2 separate regions of the Mus musculus genome follow, and region 2 is linked to region 1. Evidence: chromatin contacts called from public promoter capture Hi-C data. All regions are on one chromosome and are shown on one strand. Each heading gives the region's core, a stretch centred on a gene start, on an enhancer-like site or on the middle of the called end of the contact. The rest is flanking DNA. Distances are from core to core; before and after follow the strand shown. Region 1 overlaps Ccdc144b (coiled-coil domain containing 144B). Region 2 overlaps 1810062G17Rik (RIKEN cDNA 1810062G17 gene).

Region 1 (5,906 bases), core at 2,025-4,524:
TCAGAATTAATTGACATCATACATTAATAGGACTTAACAGGTAGCTACAGAATATTCTATTTCAACATCAAGAATTCACTTTCTCACCAACAGCACATAGAAGCTTTTATAAAATAGAACACATACTGGGACCCAAAAGAAATATTTACAAATTCAAAAATATTTGAACTCATTGCTTTTATCCTATCTTACCATGGTGTAATAAATCTTAAGATTAACAGAAAAAAAGCCACCTCTCATAAATACATAAACCCATGAAAATTAAAACGCTCATTACGAAAGAATGAATGTGTCCAAGAAGAAATCAAGAAAGAAGTAGAAAAAGTTTCTGGAACTGAGTGCAAATGAAAACCTCTGGAACACATTCAAAGCAGTCTTACAATGGAAATTTACAGCTCTGAGGGCCAACATGAAAAAGTCGGAAAGAGCACAAATAAATGCAGCTAAATGAGATGTGAAAACAAGAACAACCCAAATTCAACCCAGCCCATGGCAAGAAATAAGAAAAACCAGAGCAGAAATTAATGAAATAGAAACAAAGAAAACAACACAAAAAAAAAAATCCAGAAACCTAAGAGCTGATTCTTGGAGAAGATGATAAACAAAACTGACAGACCGTTGGCCAACTGACTGAAAAAAAAGAGAGAAAGGGCCTAAATGAGCACCCAGAAATGAACAGGGAAACATTACAACAGACACCACAGAAATTCAGAGCCTTATATAGAAATATTTTATAAACCTTCATTCCACAAACCTGGAAAATCTAAAATAAATGACTTGTTTTCTAGGTTAAGCCAAGACATCAAAATTAAATAAAGAATTCAATAACTTAAAGAAGCCTATAACAAATGAGGAGATTGAAATAGCAGTAAAAAGCCTTCCAGCTAAGAAATGTTCAAGACTAGATGGATTCACAGCAGAAATCTACCAGGCATTCAAAGATCTACATCCAGTCCTTGTTATACCACTCAAAAAGAAGAAACAGAAGGAACACTCCCCAAATCCTTCTATGAAGCTAGTCTCACTCTCATACAGAAATCATGCAAAGATACAAAAAATAAAGAAAGGAGAGAGAGAGAGAGAGAGAGAGAGAGAGAGAGAGAGAGAGAGAGAGAGAGACAGAGACAGAGAGAGACAGAGAGACAGAGAGAGAGAGAGAGAGACTACTATCGGCCAATATCCCCGATGTGCATAGACTCAAAATTATTCAATAAAAATCCTTGCATATAGAGTAATAGAATATCAAAAAATTATACACCAGGAATAAGTCAGCTTTATCCCTGAAATGCATGTATGGTTTGTCATAGATATCCAAGTGAATAAATGCAATAAACCATATAAGTTAACAGTTACAAAAATCACATGATCACCTCAATAGATTCAGCAAAAACCTTTGACAAAATCCAACATGCCATCATCATAAAAGTCTTAAAGGATGTAGGGTTAGAGGGCACATACACAATAAATGCTACATATGAGAAGTACACACTCAATATCATCATAAACGGAGATAAGTTTGAAGCAACCCAAGTGCACTCAGGAATGAGTCAGATATGCTCTATCTCACTCCCGTTCAACTGTGTTCCTGAAGTACTAGCTGGAGCAATAAGGTAAGAGAGGGAAATTAAAGGAATATCAACAGAGGAAGAAGACATCAAACTATCCCTAGTTGCAGATGATACTGTACGCTAGAGATTCCAAGATTCTAGGACCGATAAACAAATTCAGCAATGTGACATGATACAGAATCAGCTGGCACAAATCAAGAGCTTTTCTATACATCAACAACAAACACACAAAGAAGGAGATCGTGGACACACACATTGAATGGTGAGTTGGTGGGTGGGTGGACTGGGTCTGGAAGAGCTACTTGCAGTTCCATGTGAGACTCAACACCATGCCAGGAGTTGCAATGGTACGGTGGCTGATTGGCAGGCAGGGAGGCAGAAGTGAGTCCGGGACCACCTGATGGGAGTTCTGGACCAGACCCCTTCCCCGAGGAACACTTGTTTTCACACTTCCGGAAGCCTGGATTGTTAAGCTCTGCTTGCCGACAGCACCCTATGTTTTTGTTTTTCATCTTACTGCTGCATACTCCTTGGCATTCCTCCCATAAATCAGCTCAACAGGCCTACCACACACACCATTAATTTTACACAATTCCCCTAAATCTTGTTACTGACTTTCTGTGTTAGTTACTTTTCTCCCTTGCTGTGATAAAAGCAAACTAAGGATGGACTCACAGCCCTGGCTGGTGTCCAGTTCAGCAAGTCAGGGAAACCATGGTGGTGGGCTTTGAGGAAGCTGGCCACTTGGCATTCATAGTCAGGAAGAATAGGGATGGCATGTTAGCCTTGAGTCCATTTCCTCCTTTTCATTTGGTTCAGAACTCCAGCCAGTGGAAAGCTGCTGTTCACTTTCAAGTTGTATCTTCCAACCTTGACTAACACAATCCAGGTATGACCTCACAGATAAGTCCAGAGACTGTGAAGTTTAATATTGTCAACTTGATATAGTCTAGACTCACCTGGGATGGGCTTCTGAGCATGCCTGTTGGGGTTATCTTGGTTACATACATTGGTGTGGGAAGATCCATCTTGACTGTGGGCAGGACAATTTCCTGGGCAAGTCAGCCAGGTTTGTATAAAATGAAGAAAGCAAGCTGAGTGCATATTCATTGCCCTCTGTGTCTTGACTGTACATGCACTCTGACCAGATCTCTCAGGCTCCTGCTGCTGTGATTTCCCTGTCAGGATGGAACATGTCCAGGAACTGTGAGCCAAGCAAATGCTGTCTCTGTTAACTTGATTGCAAAATAGTTTTATCCCAGCAAAAGAAAAGGAAGAAGAGGAAGAGGAGGAAGAGGAAAAGAAGGAGGAGGAGGAGGAGGAGGAGGAGGAGGAGGAGAAGAAGAAGAAGAAGAAGAAGAAGAAGAAGAAGAAGAAGAAGAAGAAGAAGAAGAAGAAGAAGAAGAAGAGAAAAATGAAAGAGAGAGAAAGAGAAAAAGAGAGAAAGAAGGAAAGAAAGGAAACAGAATTCGCCAGGGAGAAGAGGAGCATTGTTGTGATAAATCTGACCATGCCATGTGTTTTTCAGACCTTTAGATCTGGTTTGCAGGAGAAATAACCAAAAGTTTGAAACTGGTGGTCAGAAAAAAAACCATGAACGCTGTCAGCAGGATTTACCCAGCCATTTCAGTGGGAGCTGGGTAACAATGCTGATAGAAATGTAGACAGTTGTTGGGTCTTGGCACTTGAGGTTTCAGAGCCGAATAAGAATTCCTCAGAAACTGGGTCAGAGGCCATTTGTGCAATATTTTGGTTTATTCTGCCTGTGTTTTAAGGACCTAAGTCAAGATGAACTTAATGAGATAGGACTAACTTACTTGGCAGAGACGCAAGCCTTTAATTCCAGCACTTGGGAGGCAGAGGCAGAGGCGAATTTCTGAGTTTGAGGCCAGCCTGGTCTACAGAGTGAGTTCCAGGACAGCCAGGGCTACACAGAGAAACCCTGTCTTAAAAAACAAACAAACAAACAAACAAACAAACAAACAATTCAAGAAAGGAGGGTATTCAAGTCGATGCTGAGAAAACAGCTGTAATTGTTGAAGAGATCAGCACCACCAAAGAGAAAGAAACTCCCTGTGCTACAATGAGACAACAGGAAAGATGTCCTGAGGGCAAAATCACACTCTTTGGAGGCTCCATCTCCTGCTGATCCAAGTTCATTTAAAGACAGAACACCTATGCAGAAGAAATTCCCTGATCCTTCAAAGCATCTGCCTAGGAAAGTGTATTCCCAGAGTTAGCATACAGATGCTGTGCACTGTATATGAGAAAGCACTGCATCTCAAGCAGGGCAGCAGCATTCCTGTGGTGCTGATTTTCCAGACATGAAAGATAAAGAATTGAGGGGTTCATCAGGTCCAGAGAGCAGTGGAGGCCATCTTGGTGGGAACCAGAAAAGAATGCTGATAGAAAGGTAGACAGTGTCATCCTGGCTCTCTAGGTTTCAGACTGGAATAAGGACTTGCTCAGAGACTGGGTCAGGAGCAATTAGTATGCTATTGTTTGAGCTAACACCCTGTGACTACTGTGTATGATTCTGTTCAGAGGGAACCAGTAGACGTCAACCCAAAGGCTAAGTATGTTATTGGACTCCATCTGTGGCCTATCGCAGATACTTCTCTGCTTTCCACAATCTGACTACTTAATGTCCCCACCAATGTATTTTTAAAATACCTTAATTTATGATTTTCTCTTTTCTTGTACTATAAAAAGTCCATGAAAGTGTGACCATGTTGATATTTGGGCCATGGCTACTTACATCTGACTCCAGAATAAACTATTATTCTCCTTGAAGTGACTGCTGACTTTTTGTGCCGATGCCTAACATTTCATGTTCCACAGACCACAAGTGCTGCTGTTGCTAATGCTGTTTCTTCTTAGTCTTTTTCCCCTTCTTCTCCCCTCTTCTCCTCCACCCGCCCAACTCCACCTTCCTTCTCTACCCCTTCTTCTTCAGTGTTTCCCCATGTATCCCAGACTGCCTTCGGCCTTGGATTTTCCTCTGCCCTGCAAGGACTGGGATTGCACACACTACTGTAACCCCTGGGTGTAGCACTGGGGATAAAATCCAGGACCCCCCACCCCCACTAGCCAAAGTCTCTACCACTAAGCTGTCCCTGTAACTGCCAGGCATTTTAGAAAGGGAGCTGACGTCATACCTTACATTGCAGAGTTCTTGTCCTTGTTGGAGTTGTTCACGTGCTGCGTCTGCAAGCTTCTTACGGAGTCCGTTGACTTCATTCTCCACTGTTTGAAGTTTCTCTAGAAGTACTTTGCAGTGACCAGTTTTCAGTTGTATTAACCTTTTATATGAATGAATTGCATTCTGGATTTTTAATAGGCTACCAGAATCTGAACCAGGGAGAAAGCAATGTGGGAATAAAATACAGGAGTACATTTTATATATGAATGACTGCATGTTTTCTCATTCCTCCATCCCAATGCTGGACAGATAGAAGGTATATAAAGGACATGAGGCCGCTGGGGGAGGAAAATCGAGTTTGCATCCACATAGCACAGTAAGATAACTATGCTTAGCATTACTCGGTATCTTAAAACAGCTAGGAGAGACAATTCTCAATGTCCTCACAGGAAAGAAATGACAGACATTTGAGGCTATAGATCTATAAAAGCTATGTCTTGGTAATTATACATACAGTGCACATGTACTGAAATGCTATGCTGAGTCCCATAGGTGCAAGTAAAGATACATTCCTATGTGTTAGCTAAAATAAAATGTTATTTCACAAAGTGAATATTATTTTATCAAAATACCTGAAACACAAATAAAACTTCTACAATATAGAAATATCCACTACATGAAATATATGTATGTATATATATATATATATATATATATATATCACATATACAATGCACAAAGACATGGAAATATTAATGACATGAAAATATAAAATGTTACCCATGAAAATAAATGCAAACTATTGCTTAGTAGTTTGAAGATTTACTAAGATGTTAATGCTCAAAAGTCTAATAGTTAGCAGGGCCACAAACTTTAGTTTTTAATTGGCAAGCTGATTTTAAAATTTGCATCTACATCAATGGCTAGGTATTTAAGGAGTATATTCAAAGGTTTATGTTTAATCTTTACCACTATACAAAAGCAAACACAAATAAAGCAGACCTACCAAAAATCATATGGAAATGCATAAGATATAAACTACAAAAATTACCCTGAAAAAATAGCAAGAACAGGGATTGGTTTAAAATATAACAGATATATAGTAATCAAAACAGTGTGGCACTAATATAAAGAAAGCCAAATAAATCAGTGAAGAGCAACATAATCTATAGGGACAGACTCAAAGGAAGGGACCT
Region 2 (5,906 bases), core at 2,336-4,835, 440 kb after region 1:
ATTGCCTTTCAACAAAGGTTACAACTTACCACAAATTCCTAGTATTCAGAATTATTAAGTGATATCAAAATAAACTTTGAGAGAACTTTCCTAGACGAATGGATGTATTCTCAGACAGTGTCTGAATCTGTAGAAGGCCATTCGTGATTAAAACTGTGTCTTATGATCATATTAGTATGCAACCTTGGATGGTGATTTGATTTTTCCCTTGTTTGGGGTATTGGCTGGAATTACAGGAGCTGCCTTCTTCAATTCTTGAAATAACAGAATGATTGACTTCAATTCCTCGTGCCTCTTTCTCCTTCCAAAAACTGTGGCCACCGAACCCAGCCCTCATTTCTCATGCTGATGATTCAATCCCTACCCATCCCACTCAAAAATGAAAATACATCTCTCTAAATCCATTCACAGCTCCGGAGCTGTGAGCCTAGCTACCGGCTACCAACACACCATCGCCCCACACACTCCACCTCATTCCAGCCTCCAGTCCTGCTAACATTTGCATCTTTCACTCTGTTCATTCATCCATGAATGTATTTTATGCCTTGCCTTTGACACTGAGAGCACAGGGGGTGGGAGGAAAGGTACACCGAATCTGTCTAGCTAGCACGCAGCCTGGCAGGTTAAGCAAGCTACTGGGTAGTGAGGGAATCAGTCAGGGAAAGCTCCGCATGGCAGTAGGAAGGTCTATGTGTCAGCTTAGCTGGGCTACAGGGTACCCAGATGTCTGGCTAGATGTCGCCTCTATGTTATGTCTATGAAGGCATTTCTGAAATAGCCTAGCATTGGATTGGTAAACTCTGTAAAACAGACACCTCCCTGGTAGGCCTAACCCCCTTTGCTAAGGGCTTAAATAGAACAAAAGGCCAGGAGGAACTGGTTCGTTTCTGCCATACTGCTGGATGGTAGTCTTCCTCCCATTGTGCTTCAGGTTCAGGCTTTCAGACTGGAATTAGGATTTACTCATGATTCTCCTCTGTGCTCTCCCACCAGCCTCCCGACCTCCTGCATACGCATGGCAGATGGTACAACCCTTTGCTTCTCCAGCCACATGAGCAATTTCTTATCAGTCTCTGTGTATGTATGTGACGTATGTATTTCATTGGTCTTGTTTTTCAAAGTTTTACAAAAGGGGGAACGATTTCATATACTAGTTAATTTGGGGTGGGGGGAAGGGTGTTCCATTCACAATAAGCAATTCTCCAACTCCTCAGATACTAATTGTATAAACTCCAATTGAATTTTGACTCTACCTGGGGAAAAGATCTACCTGATAGACTATGGGTTTAGTCCCATAAGACTATCTTCATTTCAGACACCCATTGTGAGTCCTGGGTTGAAAAAGAAAAAAATAGATTTAAAAGGAAAAAAAAAAGGAGATTTACTTTATGGACATAAGCATGTTGATTCCATGTATCATGTATATATACCATGTGCATGTCGGGTGCCAAAGGAGGTTAGAAGAGGATGTCAGATCCCCCAGGAACTAGAGTTACAGATGGTTGGGTCACCTTATGGGTGCTGGGAATCAAGCCAGATCCTCCGCAGAAGCAGCGAGTGCTGAGCCAATTTCCTAGCCCCCCTCATCCAACAATTTTGAACAATGGCTATATATCAGGTTTCCTACAGCCTCTTCCTCAGGTTTCATATAAAATTGAATGGTGAGTCACAAGACTCAGTAAGAGATTTACGTCTACTTATCAATTCATTATAAAAGCTATTATAAAACCTATTACAAAAGATACAGTGGAAAGGAGATATGGGGCAGGCACTGAGACCTCAGCCCCACCCTGCTTGTGTGCTGGCAGCCTATAACAAGGAGTGAGGCTGCAGGGGCAGCCATTCTGGTGTTTCCACTAGAGAGACATACCGTACATGTATGAGCAAGATGTGTGTGTTGCACCATCCACTGAAAGAGAAGCCTTTAGAGTCAGCATTTAGGGTGGGCAGTTAGAGGCTTAACCTTGCCCTGCTGCTCCTGGTGCCTCAAGGAGACACCATGAAGGACTCACCACCACCACCACCACCACCACCACCACCACCACCACCACCACCACCACCTCAAGGAGCCCCTCAGCTTATCTCAGCACTTTGATTGCACCACAGGGAAAGCCCTAAGTGTCATACAATCCAGCAAGCCTGTTCCGGATTCCTGACCTACAGTCATAGTAAGATCCTGTGGCCTTGAGGGTAAGCTATTACAAAGGCATAATTAATGTTCAAACAGTCTGTGTTGGAGGTCAACATGACTGAAATTCCAGGGCCACCTTCCAAGGTCATGATATTCATGGATTTTAAATAATGTCTGTGACCTATCTTTATTTTCCCCACTTCTTCACTTTCAGATACGGTTTAAAGTATTGTGATGAAGAACAGTTCCAATAGGTTACCTGGGGAACAGCTTGAATGGGTTATACAGGGAACAGAGGATTATCTGGGGGTAGTTTGAATGGGCTACATAGGAACAGCCTCAGTGAGCTATCTGGGGAACAGCTTGAGTGGGTTATCTGGGGATAGCTTGAGCCGGTTGTCTGATCAGTGTCTGATAGAATGACATGCAAAGAACAGTTCCAAATTTCTTTCACGGCTTACATGGCTTTAAAGACTCTGGAAAGGAAACAGACAGTCTCTTCATCTGAGCTCCCACCTTTCTAGAAAACCCATGTGAATCCTACAAAGTCCCTAGGAAACCAATCAAGAAATCTGAGTCGCATTTTTATAATCTGTCAAGGCCCTGGTTTTGATCTTCTGCACTGGAAGAAGGTAGGTGAGTAGGTGAATACTATGTAGTTCATTCTTACTCAGTAGGAAAAAAGAAAAAAAAAACAAAACAGAGAAACAAAGGAAGGAAGAAAAAAACTGTTGAACAAGAGGAATGAGACTTAGGAAGGACTAATCTATTGTTTCCATCTAGATGAAGTTTAGTAATAAGTCAGAAGGGCTGCTTATTTTAGGGGAGGAATTTATTAGTTGACTAAAAGCACAAGAGAGAACAGTTTCTAAAGTGATGCGAGGTTTGTGGATTTAAATATAGTCACAAAAAAAAGAATGTTTTCAGCATTTACTAGTAAATAAACATAAGGTTCCTATTTCAATATATGTGTATAGATGATGTAAAATTGCATGCAATTCCAATATAAAAATGTGCTTTTAAAATGTAGGTTTCAGAACACCCAAGTAAAGCAAAGCCCGTGTTTCCAAGGACTTTCAGAATCTGCCCTTGAGAAGGGGAAGCCCCTGGCGCCTCAGCTGGGATACAATCTTTTCTCCTCACTTTTCTCCCAGCAAAGAAAAAACGTAGGCTGCAGAAGAAAGGGCCCTCCAGGGTATAAAAGGCCCAGCACTCGGTGTGTTGTGGGGCGCGTTTGCTGGCCACAAATGACTCATCGTCCAGGAATCCCAAGAGGCCACCCGAGGAGGACTTCAGCTCAGAAGGGAAATGAAGAGGGAAAACATGCTAACAAAGCCTTCCCAGTTTTAGTCTGAGGCTTCTCTAGGGACGCCTGTGCTGCAGCTGTAACAGACAAGGATGGCCATGTTAGCAAGAGAGGAGCCCTGTGGAGCCGGTGAAAGCCAATGCGGTGTCCTAGTTCAAGGAGGCTGCAAGCCAGCTGGCTCACAGGTCACGAGCCTGCCTTGAGGCATTCCTAATCAAGGTAAAGGCCTCTCTGTGGTCCCCTGGGTCTGTCCAGGGCACGCCTTATCATTGTATTTTATGTCCAGAAAGTAAAACTACAGAATCCATTGCTATGCTCATTTGTATATAACATATTCACAATTATGAATCTAATAAAAAGCAACATACAGCATTGTTTGGCATGTCTAAGTTTGATATAGCTATTATTATACATGCTTTTAAACAGTTTTTGTACTCTACATTATGTTTCAACATATGAATGAAGGCAATGTGGGCACAGATGCACATGATTAAAAAAATGAATATATCTGACGTCATAAAGATTCTAAGTTCTGAATGTCAAACCAGTCTATAACTCAAGCTAAAGAACATAAGCTGCAAGATGTTATTTCTTTTCAACATCTAGTATGTTGAAAAATACTAAACTAAAATAGTTATATTTAACTGTTTATTAGCACGTGTTTGTGTATATGATGGGGGACTACAGGCTCTGGCTGTCACGTAGAGGTTTCAGAGGAACTTCGGGGAGTCAGTTCATCCCACTTCTACATGGGTTTAGGGATGGAACTCAGGCTGCCGGGCTTTCCCTGCAAGCGCCTTACCCACTGAGCCATCTTGCCAGCCCTGCAATTTAAAAGTCAAAAATGTTTGCTGCCTCTATAGTTAAAAAGCCTTTTGCCTTACTAGAGCCTGCCAACTTCCGTCCTCTGGAAGTATATTTTTTTGACGCTCTCCCCCCACCCACCCCCCATTTTTTCCCTTCTGGAATTAATTTCTATGTTAGCTACTATAACTATACAGAATTTTAAAAAGAATAATAGCTAATGAGCCTACACACCAGTTAACGATCTAGTGATCTCCCCATGCGTTCCAATCGTTACAAATCCTGGTTGGAACCCTAGCCAGTGCTTACATAACCGTGGTAAACAAACATACGTCAGAAAGGAGTCCAGGGAGCAAGCTGATTCTACTTGCCCACTGCTTCCCCGTTGTCCTCAATGCCTTCATCTGTGTCTGCAGCTTTCTTATCTTTAAATTCCTAGAGGAATTCCTTTCAGACATGCAAACTCACAACAGTGCGGGAACCTTCCCGTGGAAACATCATTCCAGCTGTTCAGTGGAGTGGTCTGTCCCGGCCAGTCCCTCCCCACCAGAGAGTTCTAAATCCAGCAGCCCCCTTGGGTCATGCAGCCTGGAATGAGTGATTGCCTACCCAAATGCTCTTGGACCCTAGTTCGTCTTTTTCCTGGCTCGTTTGCTGACTTTATGGATCCCGTAGTCCAGTATTTTTCCTGATAAAGACTGGAAAGGGGTGGTAAACTTTTAATAACTTGCATATCTGAACCTACCTTGTTGCTGACTAGGGACCCAGGCTTGGGAAGGACTCTAGGCTTGATGTCATTTTCCAGAAGCCATTCTGGCTCTTGCTCTTTTTAATCTCTGGGGCTCTGTAGCATCTTTTCACATAGTACTCAGGAACGACTTTTCAAATATCTCCCTGAAAATATCTCACCCCATTCCCCATATATGTGAATTCTATTCCTGGAATGCCTCTTATTAGTGTTGGGCTTCATGAATTCTAATGAATTCTCTTTCTATTTCTTAAATTTTTATCGTCTTTCTGGACAACTTCCTAAATTTCACCCTCCAAACTTCTGAAATATTCTACTACATTTACTGTCAGAAAGCTATATTAGAGTCTCTGAACAGTTTTATACCGCAGCTTCCTCCCATTACCCCAGGCACGTCTCTTCTTACCCACATGAAGACAGTAATAACTATAGGGATTTGTGTTTGTAAGATTCCTTCCTCTCTGAGTTCAGCTGCTGCTTCTGTGTATCTATTTTGTTTGTTTATATCCATCAAGATATATGTTCAGCTTGAATGTCTGATGATTCACATTTAAAAAAAAAAATCTCTCCTTAGTGATACCTGCCTGCAGTGTCAGCTCTTAAGAGACAGGTGAAGTTTGAGAACAGCCTAAGCCTCGTAGCAAGACCCTGTCTCCAAAGAAACAAACAAATAAACAAACAAACGGTAGAAAAGAGGTTGGAACACACCCCTAGAGTGAGCTGGGCAGTTTAACTGTGTTAGATTCTTCTGGGTTTGCTCCCAGCCAACTACCCCAGTAAAAGTTTGGGTGCCAACTCGCTTCATTCACAGATGTGCAGTAAATCCTCTTATTCAACCTTTATTCTGATGTCTCTAACATATTTCTGAATTTCCTTGTTTCAGACCACCAGCCTTCCTGATTCCAACTGAGTTTTCC

What was found. Promoter capture Hi-C pulls out the DNA fragments that hold promoters and counts their contacts.
Region 2: a promoter capture Hi-C map of 3T3-L1-derived adipocytes shows a contact between it and region 1, with 3 times the contacts expected there. The contact joins two enhancer-like sites. A contact is called at or near these places in 4 of 39 promoter capture datasets (3T3-L1-derived adipocytes, cranial neural crest, hippocampal neurons and 1 more) and 2 of 115 datasets of contacts at active chromatin or transcription factors (astrocytes and embryonic stem cells).

The regions. Positions count from the first base shown.
Region 1 is chr3:36,041,982-36,047,887 of GRCm38.p6, forward strand. It overlaps Ccdc144b (coiled-coil domain containing 144B), which reads right to left. Exons shown (of 12, transcript NM_178418.4): 3 at 4,727-4,919. Among named protein-coding and RNA genes, the nearest start is that of Ccdc144b, 8.6 kb to the right of the region's middle. Within about 2 kb of position 3,275, at least 5 of the 459 cell types and tissues checked have an H3K27ac peak or open chromatin away from gene starts, as enhancers often do. A contact at or near this core is called in 3T3-L1-derived adipocytes, where this site is marked.
Region 2 is chr3:36,478,491-36,484,396 of GRCm38.p6, forward strand. It overlaps 1810062G17Rik (RIKEN cDNA 1810062G17 gene), which reads left to right. Exons shown (of 3, transcript NM_028183.1): 2 at 994-1,077; 3 at 3,286-3,809. The coding sequence ends at 3,486. Among named protein-coding and RNA genes, the nearest start is that of 1810062G17Rik, 5.5 kb to the left of the region's middle. Within about 2 kb of position 3,586, at least 216 of the 459 cell types and tissues checked have an H3K27ac peak or open chromatin away from gene starts, as enhancers often do. A contact at or near this core is called in 3T3-L1-derived adipocytes, where this site is marked.